2 separate regions of the Salmo salar genome follow, and region 2 is linked to region 1. Evidence: chromatin contacts called from public Hi-C data. All regions are on one chromosome and are shown on one strand. The core of a region is the stretch at or near the end of the contact, and the rest is flanking DNA. Distances in the headings are between cores, read along the strand shown.

The links. Hi-C and Micro-C count contacts between places; a contact is called where the count stands out from the background.
Region 2: a contact with region 1 is called in a Hi-C map of muscle, with 3 times the contacts expected there. The contact joins two enhancer-like sites. A contact is called at or near these places in 2 of 3 Hi-C or Micro-C datasets (gill and muscle).

Annotation. Positions count from the first base shown.
Region 1 is chrssa04:59,748,501-59,752,370 of Ssal_v3.1, reverse strand. The region is part of intron 3 of LOC106603419 (homeobox protein cut-like 1); the gene reads right to left. Among protein-coding and RNA genes, the nearest start is that of trnae-uuc, 48 kb to the right of the region's middle. Within about 2 kb of position 1,915, at least 1 of the 13 cell types and tissues checked has an H3K27ac peak or open chromatin away from gene starts, as enhancers often do. A contact at or near this core is called in muscle, where this site is marked.
Region 2 is chrssa04:59,843,568-59,847,971 of Ssal_v3.1, reverse strand. LOC106603419 (homeobox protein cut-like 1) reads right to left here. Exons shown (of 23, transcript XM_045717152.1): 21 at 2,236-2,424. Among protein-coding and RNA genes, the nearest start is that of LOC106603469, 71 kb to the left of the region's middle. Within about 2 kb of position 2,396, at least 1 of the 13 cell types and tissues checked has an H3K27ac peak or open chromatin away from gene starts, as enhancers often do. A contact at or near this core is called in muscle, where this site is marked.

The sequences.
Region 1 (3,870 bases), core at 666-3,165:
AGGGTTTTGTCCAAGCCTTTTTAAATTGCGTGGTTGGTTGGTGGATGGTTGGTTGGTTAAACACCATCTTTGGGTCATGTGACAGACGTAATGCATCAGCCCTCTCACACTATTATAACCCCCCACGCTTTGATGCACTTTGGATCAGCTTTCAGTCACATGGAAGCAACTATATTAGTGGTGAGTACTCTATGTACACCATCACACACCCGTTTTATATGATCTAACACACACACACACACACACACACACACACACACACACACACACACACACACTAAACCCTTAAAGCCAGAGCTGTGCTCTATACATTACACCACCTCACAATCATGCACTGTCAATAAAAATATTTCCTAATGTATAGATGGCCAATGTAAGGCATTTGGATCTAATACCACTCTTCAGAGAAAAATAATACAGTATAACCTTTATTCAACAAGTTAAAGACGTATTGGTCGTCAAAATGACCAACTGTACTGTTCTTCCTTTTCAAGATACTCACCATTTGGCCTCAGTAAACTACCTCAGTAAACTACCATAGTTCGGAGAATATTTTTTTTTTTAATGAAATGTATGCATTCACTACTGTAAGTCGCTCTGGATAAGAGCGTCTGCTAAATGACTAAAATGTAAATGTATAGTAAACTACCATAGTAAACTACCATAGTAAACTACCATAGTAAAGCACTTTTTTAATCCACTTGCAGACTTCTTTCTACCTGCAGTGTATAAGAGTAAGAAAGGTGTCCCATTGGCCTAGCTACGTGAGCTAATGATAGACAGTGGACTCGCCCACTGTGGGGTTCAGAGTCTTCATGTGTGTGGCTGTTGTTGAGGTTGCACTGAGCAGCCCAGAGGTAGCGTGTGTGTTATGTGTGTCTGTGGTGTCTCCTGAGAGCCCAGTCCAGGCCTGACTGTGCGTTCCTCCACTGCTCTGGGAGTGTGAGCAGCCAGCCAGCCAGTCCTGGCATCGCCTCTGAACTGGGCCAAAGCCAGCTAACTGGGTCATCCCTGGGTAGAGGAGGGGATGGGAAGAGGGGAGGGAGGGGGAAGCAGGGGAGAGCTACTGTACCACACTGCTAGTGTCAGTCAGCCAGGATCTACTTCCAGTGTTTTTTGGACTAAAAACACACACACTTAGACCAACCAAAGAGGAAAGGAGTTCTGTTTGTTCCATCCACCTCCCCCCAACACACACACACACACCTACCACCGCCCCCCAACATTTACACTTTCCTTCCCAACCCATAGGGTGGCAGTGTTTGCTCAAATTCACAAAAATATGTGGCACAGTACAACTGCAAGTCAGCAACTTACACACTAAGTTAAAAGTGTCCAGAACTACAGTGTTTACAGACACCAAACAGTGGGTTCTAAAAAGGAGAAATCAAATAAAAACAGTATTTTGGACGTCTCCTGCCCAGACTCTGTTAGAGGTTTTGATTTATGGAGCAAGGCAGGCAGTTGCCACTGACAAACGCCAGTGAGCCCCAGTCACTTTTTGCTCCTATGGGAGAGAGAAATGAAACATGTTCAAATGGGCTTTCTCTGGAAAACATCTGGATCCAAACTAGGCAGCGCCAAGTTCCCAAGTTCCCCCTCCCTCCCTCCCTCTCTCTCTCTTTCCCTCTCTCACTCTCTCCGCTTTCTCTCCTTCTCTCCTCTCTCTCTATCGCAGATGGAGCAATTAAAGTTCCCTGCTTACTGGGCAAAGGGATCCAGCAGACATCTTGTCAGGAAGAGGCTGCTTCCCTCTTTGGCTTTCCATTGAAAGTGAAGAGAAAGGGGGAGAAGGTGAAGTGGGCCAGATAGTGACTGGGGGGGGGGGGGTTGAGGAGGGAGAGAGAGGTAAGGTAATGGGATGGATGGCACCGGAGTGTGTGTGTGTGTGTGTGTGTGCCAAGGCCCTGCGTGACTGTGCGGCCATGGCTCAGTGCAGATTATCTGCCTCTCTGCCTCTCTCTCCAATGCAGTCCCATACACATTCTGACAGGGGAGGGCATCTGGCAACGCCGGCCGTGCTGCCTTCTGAATGATCACACACACACACACACAAACAGATGATTCCTCTGTCTGTGTGTGTGTGTGTTAGTCCGTTTGTGTTAAAAAGGCGAGATTTGGGCCGACGCCAAAGCTGACCAGCTCACAGGTATAGCATAACGCCCCTCCAATGAACCATCTGGACTCTTTAGGGGTGCGGGAACAACTTAAAAATAGACGGCGGTTGCTAGCCTAATGACACTAGCGGGAGCTAGATGAAACACAAGGAAGGCTTTGGCATCGGCTTAGGGGCCAGGGGAAACCGTTGGCCTGCTTGTCTCTGTCTGTGACCTGGCCTAACCCCTTAATTGCAGAGCAGGTTTTAAGCTGTGGATAACTGATCCGGAGTGGTGTGCGTGTGCGGGGGAGAGATTGCGGGGAGAGAGAGTATATATATGTGTGTGTGTTTGAGTGTGCTTCTTTTTGGGTTGGGTAGGAGGGATTACTGGCTTTGCAGCTTTCTTTTAAGCAGGGAATTATAGTCTGAGAGGACGGTGACTTAGAGCATCCTCTGGGCTTCCTAGGGAAACAGGAAACAGCTAGCTAGCTCCCTCTCTTCATCTCTGTGTCACCTGGGGTTGTCATATGGGGGGCCTAACACACTAGGCCTACTTGCAGGCAGCAACCGTAGTATGGATATATAGTTCTACTAATTTTCCTCATTGCTGTAGCCTTACATTAGAAGTAGGTTGATGTTCCTCTAACCACTGGTCCAGGGTCAGATGTGTTCTAATCCCCCTAATGGTGGTGAGGATTGGGTATTGGGTAATCTGATCCTAGATCTGTGATTACAGCCAAAGTTTACCTCGTACAACATTAGAGATCTCATCATAAGAGTGGAGCTGGGATAGGATGGACGAGCGAAACGGCATCACACAGTGATGGTCTGTGATGGCTGACACATTGCTCCTCTGGGGCAGATCGGGCATCGCCTGGAATCAGCTTCAGTGCCATAGGGAGATCAGAGAACGAGCACCACCCTGTGCCATCATCACAGTCACCCCCTCTCTCTGTGTGCCATGGGGGCGGGAGGTGCTGGAGAGAGCGTAGCTTAATCATATACAGAAAGAGGGACATCTTACTCAAGGATACGGCAGAGAGGAGTGGGTTCGAGGACAGGGGCAGGTATGCCTTTACACAATCACACACATATTGTATGTAAAAAATAAAAAATAAATCGTATTTTTATTTAACTAAGCAAGTCAGTTAAGAACAAATTCTTTTTGCAATGACGGCCTACCGAGGAACATTGGGTTAACTGCTTTGTTCAGAGGCAGAACAACGGTCCTGACGGCCCGCCCCCAGGTGGTGGGGGTAGGTAACAATATCTCCACCCCGCTGATCCTCAACACTGGGGTCCCACAAGGGTGCGTTCTCAGCCCTCTCCTGTACCCCATGTTCACCCATGACTGCGTGGCCATGCACGCCTCCAACTCAATCATCAAGTTTGCAGACGACACTACAGTGGTAGGCTTGATTACCATCAATGACGAGACGGCCTACAGGGAGGAGGTGAGGGCCTTCGGAGTGTGGTGTCAGGAAAATAAACTCACACTCAATGTCAACAAAACAAAGGAGATGATCGTGGACTTCAGGAAACAGCAGAGGGAGCAGCCCCCTATCCACATCGACTGGACAGTAGTGGAGAATGTGGAACGTTTTAAGTTCCTCGAAGTACACATCACGGACAAACTGAAATGGTCCACCCACACAGACAGCGTGGTGAAGAAGGCGCAGCAGCGCCTCTTCATCCTCAGGAGGCTGAAGAAATTTGGCTTGTCACCAAAAACACTCACAAACTTTTACAGATGCACAATCGAGAGCATCCTG
Region 2 (4,404 bases), core at 1,147-3,646, 95 kb before region 1:
TAACCTGGCTAGATTAGCGTCTGTTGTCATGTGCTTACCTGGAAGTAATGCACCAGTCAAGAGAGTGTTCTCCCAAATGAATGATATATGGACAGCAGCAGGAAATAGGTTCACTGTTCATACCATTAAGGCCATGCTTATTGTGAAGACAAACTTCAACCTCCCCTGCCAGGAGTTCATGGCCAAAGACAGAGCAATCCTGAAGAAAATACATTCTTCTGAGAAATATACAGATTGGTAACTACATAATATACTTATACCAACCTAATCTCATCATCATCTTATTTCTTTATTATGTTGTTAAGTATTTCACATATTCTATGGTCTCTGTTTTTTCAATTTTGCTCATGTTCTCTTCTGCTCTTATTCTACCCATACTACCAGGACACCTGAATGGCTGTTCAGATCGGACAGTTCTGGCTTGTTTGTAATATAGTTGTTTTCTCTGTCTATCACAGTGTGCCTGTTAGACTAAATACATGAAACCAGAATTGTCCCCCTTTTTTATTTCATAGATAATAACATTGGATATTTTAATGATATATGGACCGCCAAAATCACACGGAGAGACGCCATCAACGGTGTCAAAATTTGCACGTAAGAGTGTCAATTCGCATACACTGCTTAGCGTATGCCAATTTAATTGTCATGAGAATCCATAATAAACAGCTGTATTTGTTATGTTCGCTATGTAGCCCTTGTGAATTATTGTTGTGCGTTTCTTTTGACTCACCTGATATGTCCTACGGGAGCCACCCTACCTCAGCTTATGAACGTGAGGAGAGTTGTAGCTGGTACACCCGAGCAGTTTATAAAGAATTTAGCTAGTCCCGTTTGTCTACATAACAGTATTCTCTCTTGAAATCGGAGTTCCTCGAGTTTCCTAGCCGTAGCCTGCCTAAGCTATATGCCAATGGTCGAAATCAACACAGGTAGGCTGCAATTGTTTTCAAATATGCAGCCTATCTGACTGATAAACCTTAGCTTACAGCCAAACACATTTTAAACTACATATTTAGTCTACTTAGCATATGGAAGATCAAAACAATTCCTCTTTTCTACAAATGACCCATTCAATTTATCTGCTTATTTTACCAACATTGATCCGCATAAACTTGAGAAATTGACGCGCTATGACGCTGTTGACGCTCACAGCCCGTCAGCTTTCTCCTGTTCACTCCTGTGCTTTCTACCACACTTTTCATTTGATTTGGTCTTGAGGCAGGGAAAATAACTTCCAGGCCCTAGCGTTAGCTGGCTGATGATGAGGCTCCCAGAGGTTAGCCTCCATGCTATGCTAACCCACACATACCCCTGCAGGCTGGGCATTGACTCATAGGTAGCCTAGCGCCAGCCCCAGTCCCAAAGAAGGACCAGTAATGATGATACCCCGGGAGAAGTGTTAAATAGGCCTAATCACTCCAAGAATGTTCACTTAGCTTACAGAGTGGGAAGTGGGTGGAAGGGGAGAAAAGAGGGCTCTGATGAGTGCATTGGACTTTGAATAAGTGTACCCCGGAGAGATTGGGGCCTGTCATGTCTGATGAGAGCGTTGATGTCTCACACCCAGATCGATCTCGACAGCATTCACACACACACACACACACACACACACACACACACACACACACACACACACACGTCTCCTCCCCCTTTTGTTTTTAACCAGGAGCTCTGGGCATGGGCTGTTTGACTCGGCAGCCCAGGGACACATCTGGGCTATTAGAGGAGGAAAAAGAGCAATCACTATTCCTCTTCCTCTCTCTTGTTGGCTAGATTGTTCTCTTGCTCCATCTCGTTTTACAGTATTCTTTACTTCCTTCCGTTTACGAGGGTTGCATGGCGGCCTTGAGGACATGGCACGATCCTGGGGGGACGACGACGACGACGACTGATGTTGGTGGGTAAAAATATGGCCTATGGAGGTAGCTATCCAGTAGCTATATCAGTGTACAAAGACTTCTTTCTATCCTAGTCTCTGTCTAAGTTACAAGGACAGGACATAGGACACACTAATGCCCAACTCCAAATCCTATCCAAGGACAACGAGGCACAAATTCTGCCTAACCTGTCAGAGCACAAGGCGGGGCAAATGCCATACTGTCCTTTGGCTTTAACCATTTGAGATTTGTAAGGGCTAGGCTAGGGGGCGATTTAGAACTGGTTACAGAGTTGAGGTAGGGAGGGAGGTAAAGAAGAACACAAAAAATATAGAGGGGAGGAAAGAAGGATTACCTTTCTTCTCCATGCGTTTCATGTCCATGAGTTTCTCCACGTTGCGTGGATCCTGAAGCCAGAGCTGCATGCGGACGAAGGGCTCACGTCCCTTCAGACTGAGCTTGTGCCAGGGCTTGGGCCTCGCCAGCAGGTCAGACACCGAGCCCTGGGTCAGACCCAAGATGGTCTCCCCAAATAGACGCTGACCTGGGGAGAGAGGAGGGGTTATATCCACACAGAGGGATCGAGAAGGTAGTCACTAGAAGGCCAGTAGAATCAGGAATACATTGTACGATTGACATGTTGTAGGTTAATATGAATCAAGGTTACACATTTTTTTACGAAAAACTAAAACTGTAAACCACGTCAGCTGAAGCATGGATAGAGCAATATTCAGAAGAAAAAAAAGTGTCAAACTTAAACAGTACCTGAAAATCTATTTAAAAAGGATTAGAATTAGGGCATGAGCTACTGTCAACATTTAAAAGCCTTTTTTTCCACTGTTGGAATAAACTTGAATTCCTTGCATGAACACGCATCAACGTTACACATTCTTTAAGTTTCCGAGGTAGGGGGGAGGGCGGCATTGAAAACTTGCCATCAGAAGTTGGCAGCATTTTGTCTGCTGCAACTGTGGCTGACTTCACTCAGAGAAGAAACAGTTTAAATAGTGTTTGACTGGCGTTTGAGTGCCTGAGTTGTTTCAAAGGCATAAAAAAAGGTCTGGATTCACATAAATAAATAAAAAACAACCACCAAGGTCTCCCTCTCTGTTCGCAGCATAAACATTCACCACAGCAGAATCCCAGGTTCTTGAAAGGCTTCAAAGCTTGTGAGCTCTCACGCAGAGCGCTGTGGAGCTCTATTTCCCCCCACTATATCCCAGGGGACCCCTCAAACATGCCTTTGGCAGCAAGGAGGGGGGTTGTGTTGCTCTACCCTGTGCTTCTCACACTGTTTTTTATGCAGGTGAGCTGAACGTCGGGCGGCTGAACAAACGCAGGCAGCGTAGCGTAGCGGAGAGAGAGAGAGAGAGGCTGAGATGTGAAGCGCTACTGAAAGGCGCTGGGATTTGGGGAGCAGTTCCTCTAAAGAGAAGAGAAGTGGATGAGTAGACAGCATGGGGCTGGGAGGCTGGGAGACAGAACAGGTGACGCCAGTCCCGCTGAGAGAATCTCTTGGGTGTGAGATGGAAGGGCTGCTTTACAGTTTCCTCCTCTCACTGACTCCGACAGGGCTTTGTTTGTGCGCTGAACACACAGATTCTCTCTCACTTATATTACACATGGAAATGTTACAGATACGCACACAGCTCCAACTGCATTCTTATCGCATTCAATTGGATGCCGTGATGCACACAGCAGCCCTGTGGATCTCAGTCTATGTATTAAAGTAAAGTACAAGGGTGAACTTGTTCATCTATTCTAAATAAACCATGAGGGTCTAAATCATATCACACAATTCCATTGTCATAAATCACAGCACCTTAGAAAATACATATTGTGGACCACCACATAATAGAATGTCCCATTGAAAATGATTAGATGTAGGTGCAATCAGCAGGGGTAAACATGTTCATTGAGAGGCATCCTTTGTGCCCATATTTCCTAAACTGTGTGTGAAACAAAATAACAGTGATTGAGTCCTGTAAGAAATCTGATTTGGCTGTGTGCGTCATCTGTGTCAGTGTGAATCTAACTTCATTTTTTGTTGCCTTACCGATATTAAGGATAGTGGCTAGTTGTTTTGGTGAACATGGGAGTATTTGGTCCAATCTCAGTGCAGTTTGCCTAATAATGTCCCAATATGCCTGGGCTATATCAGGTAGAAGAGAGACTAGGCTAGTAGGCTAAACATATTACTATTTGTATTACCTTTAGTTATCCAGGTGAGCTAGTGAAAACACATTGTATTTTATAACAACCTAGCCAAGAGGGTGCAGTGCTACAGTAAGGCTACTGTAGCTGACAGACATGGAAGTGATTTGGCCCGATCTCTGTGAGTTTGGCTGAAGGGAGCTGCTAAACGACACCATCCATCACTGGTCCTGGCCACCTCACAGTAGAGGGGGGAGTGAGCTGCGGCCAGGTCTAGGGAACAGTGATGGAAGGATGGGAGGGAGGGAGACACTTCTCTGTGGGGCTAATTGAGCAGTCAGAGGGTGATGCGGTGAGCAGTCCTATGACA